Linked DNA regions of Mus musculus: all the other regions are linked to region 1. Evidence: chromatin contacts called from public Hi-C and HiChIP or PLAC-seq data. All regions are on one chromosome and are shown on one strand. The core of a region is the stretch at or near the end of the contact, and the rest is flanking DNA. Distances in the headings are between cores, read along the strand shown.

The links. Hi-C and Micro-C count contacts between places; a contact is called where the count stands out from the background. HiChIP or PLAC-seq counts read pairs in DNA pulled down with a chosen protein or histone mark.
Region 2: a Hi-C map of cortical neurons shows a contact between it and region 1. The contact joins the enhancer-like site here to the promoter of Gpr85 in region 1. A contact is called at or near these places in 3 of 39 promoter capture datasets (the 3T3-L1 cell line and hippocampal neurons), 1 of 15 datasets of contacts at CTCF or cohesin (the NIH/3T3 cell line), 1 of 484 Hi-C or Micro-C datasets (cortical neurons) and 3 of 115 datasets of contacts at active chromatin or transcription factors (the NIH/3T3 cell line, bone marrow-derived macrophages and embryonic forebrain).
Region 3: a contact with region 1 is called in an H3K27ac HiChIP or PLAC-seq map of the NIH/3T3 cell line, with 6 times the contacts expected there. The contact joins the enhancer-like site here to the promoter of Gpr85 in region 1. A contact is called at or near these places in 10 of 39 promoter capture datasets (the 3T3-L1 cell line, 3T3-L1-derived adipocytes, the HPC-7 cell line and 4 more), 2 of 15 datasets of contacts at CTCF or cohesin (the NIH/3T3 cell line and large pre-B cells), 9 of 484 Hi-C or Micro-C datasets (the C10 cell line, cerebellum, cerebral cortex and 5 more), 8 of 115 datasets of contacts at active chromatin or transcription factors (the NIH/3T3 cell line, SST interneurons, bone marrow-derived macrophages and 4 more) and 2 of 9 other capture datasets (liver and pancreatic islet).

The regions. Positions count from the first base shown.
Region 1 is chr6:13,838,319-13,841,247 of GRCm38.p6, forward strand. It overlaps Gpr85 (G protein-coupled receptor 85), which reads right to left and starts at 1,624. Exons shown (of 3, transcript NM_001330667.1): 1 at 1,324-1,624; 2 at 242-861.
Region 2 is chr6:14,129,157-14,132,027 of GRCm38.p6, forward strand. No RefSeq gene overlaps it. Among named protein-coding and RNA genes, the nearest start is that of Gm38767, 110 kb to the left of the region's middle. Within about 2 kb of position 1,460, at least 13 of the 459 cell types and tissues checked have an H3K27ac peak or open chromatin away from gene starts, as enhancers often do. A contact at or near this core is called in the NIH/3T3 cell line and cortical neurons, where this site is marked.
Region 3 is chr6:14,194,105-14,196,943 of GRCm38.p6, forward strand. No RefSeq gene overlaps it. Among named protein-coding and RNA genes, the nearest start is that of Gm38767, 180 kb to the left of the region's middle. Within about 2 kb of position 1,432, at least 15 of the 459 cell types and tissues checked have an H3K27ac peak or open chromatin away from gene starts, as enhancers often do. A contact at or near this core is called in the NIH/3T3 cell line, where this site is marked.

The DNA of each region.
Region 1 (2,929 bases), core at 374-2,873:
GGTTCTCCGTGATTCGCAGTCTCATATTCCTCAGCTTTGCAAAGGTTTCCAGAAACCGAATTCTCAATAAGCGTTAGAAGATGCATTGTCTGAATGTACTTCCATTATGCAGTTTATTGTCAAAAAAAAAAAAAAAAAAAAAAAAAAACCCTCAGGGAGGGCTGTATCCTGATGAACCTGCAGTTTCATCAGCACGGTGCAACCCCCTCCCCCAAACTTAACCGAGAGTATATCCTCCTACCTGTTGGTGTTGGATATCCCGACAGACTATAGCTTCTTCTTTCTATAAATTGCTGATTTTTTTTTCCTGAGTGCCTTGACTGAGCATCCAGGCAGGGCTCGGCGGCGCCTGCGCGTTGGAGCCTCCTTCAGCTCCAGCCGCGTCCTCCCCTGTCGCAGCGGCACCGTCTCCCCCAGTAACGCAGGGGCCGCGGCGGCGGCGGCGCGGTGGCGAGGGCGGCGGCGAGGCTTGCTCCGGCCTCCGCCGAGCCAGCAGGAACCCCTGCCTGTCTCCGGAGCAGGCTGGCTTTGCTTCAAAGTCCTGTCCAGTTCAGCCGGCCCCAAATCAGGCTTTTGTTCCCTCGAGGCAGCTTCGGAACTTTTCCCTCCCCGCATGCATTGGCAGTGGGGGGCTCGGGAAGGCTCTTCCCGGACCTCAGGCCCATCCTCTTCCCCTAGGGCAGCGCACGAAGCCACCGTGCCGCGGACGGCCGCCTCCGCCCCAGCTGCCCCGAACCCTCGCCTTCCCCAAACATCGTCTTCCTTTCTCTGTCAGGGTGGTCCTGCTAAGCATTGGATGCGCCTTGTAGAATTCTTCTCAAATGATTTTTCCCCCTGCTGATCTTTGATTTGGCACGCTAGCTGGGGAGAGAAAAAGAAAGAATGAAAATTAAAAAAAAAAAAAAAAAAAAAAAAAAAAGGAAAGAAAAAAAATTAAGCACAGTCAAAAATCTTGCCAGTGGGGGAAGAAGGGAAGCGGGTTGGGGCAGCCTTGTCTTTGTCAGTGGTCATCTGTTCTTGAAGGCACGCAGATCTGCGTTTAAGGAAGGAGAGGCTAAGTTCAGGCGACAAGTGCAAAACCGATCTACACTCATTCTACCTTCTCGAACGTGACTAATGGATCAGGAGTACAAAGATTTTACATGGCTGTTCCTCGCATCCCACCCCAAGCAACAAGACTCTCCTTTCTCTTCCAAGCTGGGATGACCAATAGGTTGCTGATGTCAAAGCGGTGGAGTGTATGAGTTTCCCCTTTCCCTTTTTTTGTTATTAGACATTTAAAAAATAATAATACCAGGAATATGATGAATACCGGAAACTTACACCAGTCCACAAACACCACATAGTCTGACACCTGGTGATTAGGAACGCCCCAAGAATCATCCACGTCTCGATTCTCCCATTTCCAAAGAGTTTTTGCGAGGGTGGGGTAAGATTTTAAACAACTACCCACTCTTCACCCCTTAAAAGCTAGCAGGCACGCTTTCATTAATTCCCAAGGTGAAACGTCTGCTTGTCTTCCTGCAAGCTTATTGCTTTATAATAATCTGTTAATGAAATAGAAAAAAATATCTCTCTACAGTAATAATTCGATCTCGAGACAGCAGTAAAATACCTCATCGCTGGGTGGTGAGATTGTGACATTCAGGGGAAGTCAAGCCAATCAGCATACAGATAATATAGGTTAATTTACATATTGTATTTCTATTGGATACATAGAGGTAAAATGTTTAAAGCTTAAAAATGAATACTTCACTGTCATGATGTCACAGTCGTTACACAAAGACCAACGTTAGTAATACTGAAATAATGTTGAATTGCCCTGATTTGATTGGAGATTTTTTTTAGCCAATTAAAAAAATAATGATTAGCTGTGGGGTGTGTGTATGTGTGTGTGTGTGTGTGTGTGTGTGTGTGTGTGTGTGTCTGTTCTTTTGGTTATCCATAAAACATTTGCTTAGGCATCTTAGGAGAGTCAATCCTACAACAATACTGGAAGTAACTTGAAAATATTTCCACCCAAGGGAGACACCCTGGTTTTTGTGAAACACGACTCAGAAGAACTCAAAACCATATGATGGGTACAACTTTTAAGTAAAATCTCAAATTTGTTTTTTATGAAACTACAGATTAATTTTCTACTTAAATTTTCTACTTCTCAATGCGTTTTGCAAAGAATGGTTGTTTGCTGAACTTTTAAGATTAAAAAAAAACTATATAGAAAAAGCGATTCAAGTAAGTTAACTTAAATATCCACCATTGACAAGTTGTTAGGTTTTTCAGGTTAAGAAAACATTTAAAAGTAAATGTAAAGGTGAAAATAGATTGCCAGACCACAAGGAATAATTCATTTTGGCAAAAAGCATAGGGCTAACTAATCTTATACTTTTTTTTTTTAATCTTTTTTTCTTTTCTTTTTTTGAGACAAGGTTTCTCTGTGTAGCCCTGGCTGTCCTGGAACTCACTTTGTAGACCAGGCTGGCCTCAAACTCAGAAATCTGCCTGCCTCTGCCTCCCGAGTGCTGGGATTAAAGGCGTGCGCCACCACGCCCGGCTAACTGATCTTATACTTTAAGAAGCATATATTGGGGCTGATGAGATGCCTCAGGGAGTAAGAGCACTGACTGCTCTTCCGAATGTCCGAATCCCAGCAAGCAGAGTTGAGCGGGGCTAACCGGAGCGAGCAGAGGATTTATAAATTCAATTCCCAACTCACACACACAAAATAAAAATAATAAAATAAAAATCTTAAAAAAGAAGCATTTATTGATTCCTTAAAGATAATAGAAAGTGATATGTATATGAAGAAGCCTTTTATACCAACTTCCAGGTATACTAGAGCAATTTTTCCTTTATAATTGAGTACAGTTACACTTATTTCAGGTCCCCCTCCCCCCAGTTATTAGATAAAAATGCCAATTTTTTTATT
Region 2 (2,871 bases), core at 210-2,709, 290 kb after region 1:
CAGAAGCTGCTAGCCTCTGTAGTCCACACTTTCTCCTCTAGACTGCCCGCCATGGAGTCCCCTTTTTTATTAATTTATAATGCCAGTTCTTAGATACCTTTCCTTAATTCTGTCTAAAATAAGATGATATACTTTCCCATTCTGCATACTTAAAGAGAAAATGGACAAATTAAACAGGCTAAGGAGACTTCTTCTTCTTCTTCTTCTTCTTCTTCTTCTTCTTCTTCTTCTTCTTCTTCTTCTTCTTCTTCTTCTTCTGTTTAAATACAGAATGAACTGGTAAAATTGGACCTGAGGCCATTAGAGAGCAAGGGGACTTTTTGCATAAGACACCTGCATTTCTTGGTGGAGGTTGAGTACTCAACTTAACATAGAGCCCTATTATACTTAGTGGTTACATTTGAAAGGGATTGCACAAGCCTTTGAGAAAGGTAATCCTGAACCATAAAACTGTCATGGATCTGCATGTCAAATGAGAGAAAGTATTTACACAGTAAGGTAATAAATTGAGAAAAAGAAAAAGGAAATAATGGGAACTCAGAGCCAGGAAGAATCCTATGTGAAGTTTAGTCAGCTGACAGAATCATGGTGCTATTGATCACCATTGTGTTCTATTACAGCAGCCCAGTTATTTCCTTCACAGCATTTAGATAAGACATTTCTAGGTTATTGCATTTTTTTCTGTCAGATGCACCAGAATATATATATATATATATATATATATATATATATATATATATGATAGGAGGAGCTACTTTGCCTGATTCTTTTTATTTCCATGTTTCAAGGACAATGTCCAGAACACAGTATGCACTCAGAAAAAGTTTAAGGAAGTAAAAACATGAAGGTTCATCATTACAGGACACATAGAATATTACTAGGAACATACTGATGTTGATAAAAACTGAGATGGTGATTGTAATTATTTTTTACCCTTTAAGTGCTGGTAGACTCACATGGTACTAAAATATCCAAGCTCTTTGCTGGTGACTGCTAATTGGAAGCTGACTTAAATAAAAAGCAAGGAACAAAATTTGAATTATATTCAGATGTAAAAACAAGCCTACTTTGTATTTAATTAGTTCATGTTGTTCCTTCTTGTGCTACTCTATATTCTTCCATGGGAGTTTTGTTTCTCAGAAATACTTTGTACTTATTTTTTTGTTTGTTTGTTTGTTTTGTGATAAACATTTACCTATTCCAAGAATCATAGAATATTAGCATAATCAAAAACAGCCAAGAAAGTTTTACTCTATAGAGACAATGTCAGAAGTAAGACCCCTGAAATAATTGTCACATTCTAGATTCATGAGATCCCCAAGGCATTGGTGTGACTTTCATAATTAAACCAACTTAATTACAACATCCAAGTTGTAACATATTCACTTTATGCAAATACACCAGTCAAGAGCAAAATGCGACAGTACTGGAAAATCATGTTTTTCATGAAAAACAAGGGTGACTCATTAGGCATGCATCCCACAAAATCTGTTTTGTATTCAGAGAGCCAAGAAAATATAGATCAGATCCCTTTTTTCAAATTTTTACTTTATTAGAAACACAGGTTCTGGGTGACTGGCTCTTGAAAACTGAGCTAATCAATCAGAAAATGATGCCATCTCTTCTTTAAGGTTAATTGTACTCTCAATTGCCTTTAAAAGATTATGATTTTATGGTAATGAGTAATGTTAATTCAAAGATTCAGGTCATGTACATTGAAGTTTTTCACAAGAAACAGAATGCCAGGAAAGACTAAGATGTTCTCTTAAACTAAATGACTCAAGCATCCTACATTGTTTTCTCAAACAAATAGTGTGGTTTTTTTGAGGAGCTGAGCACAACCTTTAAAATCTCAAGAATCCTAAGTTTTAAAGTAACTGGCAGCCACTTGTGTAGTTGTTAAAGAATACACAAAAGGAATACAAATGAAATGTATGAGACTTTTGGGTGAATTAAAATTCTTCATGTTTATGACCTGTAGAGATTTGGTTTTTTTCTGCAGACATCTGAAGATTTACCAGTTCCCTGGCTACTCTGGGTATTTCATCTTTATGCATAATTTCTATCATGTACCCCACCATCGCTTTTAATTTTGGGAATATATCTGCACATGTAATTTTGCTCATGTTCTTATCAGAGTTAAAAACTCACTGTCAGCAAGTTATCAAATATTAAGGCTCAGAAGTACAGTTATTAGTTCTGTGAGGCATACTTAAGACATTGTAGGAGGAAACTGAGCTGAGTGGAAACAAGCACTATGCATAAATTAAAATAGCAATCAGGATAGGAAAAGTATGGTAGAGTTGGTTCCAGGAAGCTGGATGTAGACGAAAGACCTGGAGATCTACTTGTTGGTATTATTTTATCCATGTGTATTCCCATCTATAATTCTTGAAGACCTCATTAAATCTTTTGATTCCCATCTCAGTATGTGTGTGCATGTGTGCTTGCATGCACACACGCGCATGAGAGAGAGAGAGAGAGAGAGAGAGAGAGAGAGAGAGAGAGAGGGAGGGAGAAGGAGGAGGAGGAGGAAGAGGAGGAGGAGGAGGAGGAGGCAGAGGAAGTCAAAAGTTGATGATGGTATTTTCCTCTGACAATGTACAGTTTGGTTTTGAGACAGGGTCTGGATTTTTGTGAGAAAATAGAACTCGCTGATTGGTTTTACTGCCCGACCCATAAGCCCCTGGTATGCTTATTTTTTTTTCTCAGAGTAAAAATTACAGGTTTGGATTCCTCACATCACATACTTTTATGAGTGCTGGAGATTTATCTCAGGTCTTTATGTAGCAAGCACATTACTGACACATTGATGTTTTCAAGCTCCTAGTCCACTCTGTTGTAGCATGTAGCTTTTGCTACCCCTTCTTA
Region 3 (2,839 bases), core at 182-2,681, 360 kb after region 1:
AAATGAGTGATATCGTGAGTTATCTTACCATCTAGTGATGATTGTAATATAAGCAGTGAGAATAGTCTGTATTGGTTTGGTGCCCCTGATTAGTAACTCATAAGAATGTCCATGGCATGGTGACTTTCATTATGGTTCACATCATCTGGGAGGAATATTGTCTATTCCTGCAGGATAGTTATATTAAAACCCCTTTAAAACTGTGTTACAATTTTTAATTAGCTTACAAACTAATAGATTTCCATAAGGCTTCTTCATTTTGTTAATACATACAGTAACACTTATTTCTTCTATCTACCTACCTCATTCTATAGTTATACTCTAAATTCAAACTACCCAGACCTCTGTTACATCCCCTGTATACTACTATTGCTTTGGTTAGATTCACGTGGCTTACAAGACTGTAAGTATCTGTATAGCTTTTCACACAGTCTTCATTTTGGACACTTACACTAATAGCAAAGTATGCCAAGAAGTAAAACTCAAAGACACAGATCTCAATCTTGGAAGTGTTATGTTTGTCAGTGACAATAACAACAAGCATGATATATAAATAAATAAAATGCAATCATAGTTGCATCAAAGACAGAAACACTGAGAGGTCTATATTTTCATTTTGAGGATGTTGAATTTAAAAAGCAGAGACTATTAGCTGGTGAAAATGTATTTGAACAAGAAGGACCATGTTACAGTTCCAGCAAGCAGCAGAAGTTCCATAATTGACCACAAAGTTTTGGCTTTGGTCGAGGGTACCAAAAAAAAAAAAAAAAAAAAAGTGTGTGTGGGGAATTATGGAATCTTCCTCTACGCCTAAGGAAAGCTACTGAGGTCAGACCTGGATCAGTGGTGACCTAGCATAGAGATGTCATTGTATGAAGCTGTGAAGCTGAAGCCTAGGTTTCCTTGGAGATTCAAAGATGTAATAGATGCCAAAGTCATAAGACACCTGCCAAAGAAAACTGCTAATAGGATGTGGAACCAACCCAAGAAAGAGAAGTGTGTTGCAGTCAACAAAGGTGAAAAGGTATTATTACAAATAATACATATTATTATACACTGGTACAATAATGTAATGATGATCTGACATCAGGAGTGGAGAAGCAGAATTTGGAGTTTGTCTTGATGGTTTAAGTCTTGTTTTGATCCAGTTTTTTTTTTTTCACTCACCTCCATTTAGGAATGGTAATGTACATTCTGTGCCATTGTATGTTGGAAGTATCTGATCTGCCTTTTTTCTTTTACAGGGATTACAGGTAAGAGATTGGCATGAGACTCAGAAGAGGCTGAACTTTTAAACAATGTTGCTATTATTGAGTTTGGGAATTTTTACCGTTGTACTAAAAGCTGTTTTGCATTAGGACTCCAAGACAGTGAGTATAGAGAATGGAATGTAGTAGAACTACAAGACAGTGGGTATAGGGAATGGAACGTGGGGATTTGAGTAAGAACGGCCCCCATTCGCTCATGGATTGGAATGCTTGGTCATCAGAGATTGGCATTATTAGGCGATACATCCTTGTTGGAGGATGTAAGTCATTATGGATGGCATTTGAGGTTTCCAAGTCACAGGCCAGCCTTAGTTGCTCTCTTTCTCTTTTTTTCTTCTGCCTTTGAATCTGGATCTAGAGGTCTCAGCTATCATGACTGCCTGCAGTACACTGCCATGTTTCCCAGTATGATAATAATGAATTAAATCTTTGAAACTGTAAGAAAACCCCATTGTTTCATTTACAGGAGTTGATTATGATAGCTCTTTACAAGAATAGAATACTGACTAAGACAAGTATGTACACAGACGTGTGTGTGTGTGTGTGTGTGTGTGTGTGTGTGTGTGTGTGTGTGTTTGTGTGTGTGTAAGGAGGTCAACCTCTTGTGCATTTCCAGAGGATCCATCCACCTTGTTTTTTTGAGAGAAGTTCCCTCAATGGGATCTGTCTCACTGGTTAGGAAGACTGGCTAGCAAACTCCTGACCAAAATCCAATAACATTGAGATTATAACTGCATGCCATCATACCCATTATTTTTACAAGGATGGAGTGGATGGGGCTGAAGCCCTCGTAGTTACGCTGCAAGGGCTGTGTTTACTTCTAAGTTATACTTTTCTATAAACTCATACTCATATTTAGATAGCCATCATCATTTATATAGTTTAAAATGTACAGTAAAGCATTTGAGCAGAGGCAGAGTGGGAGATAGAAAGTTTATTGAACATTGTGGTAAGCCACAAATAGCACTACTGTGGTCGACTATTATGGAGGTGGCTTGCATAATTTGTATGCCTTGGGGCATGCTGATGGAATAGTAAGTCATTTTTCCAGGCCCATTGGTAATGGTTCTGAGGATACTAGAACCACACATATTGTACAATGTTAGAGTCTCCAAAGATGACTCCACTCCACAGCTTATTGACTACAGAGTTTTCTTCTCCTGCTTCCCCTGAGCCACACAAATTTCATGAGACCAGTAAAGAAATTAAAAATGAAAATAATTCAATTTGGGCAAAAGGGCATGAAATGGTCATAAAAGGCGATGTAGAGTGACTGAGTTATCCATCACAAGGAAATCTGTCAATCTCATATTCTCTTAAAGAGGTCCAAGATAATTGTGGTCAGTTTCTGTTTTAATCATTAACTCTTATTGGGAAGTGTATGATTTATTGCACATAATGTTTTCTTATTGTCTCAAATTAGAATTAATGTTGTGGGTGACCTAGAACTTCTGTACTCTAGCTACTGCTGATGGGTATTTTTGACTTGCTGTAGAGGGCTGCACTGACCCATAGCTCTGTATTACTGTGAATGTAGTAATCCACTTAGAGAGTTCCCAGGCAATCTTTTG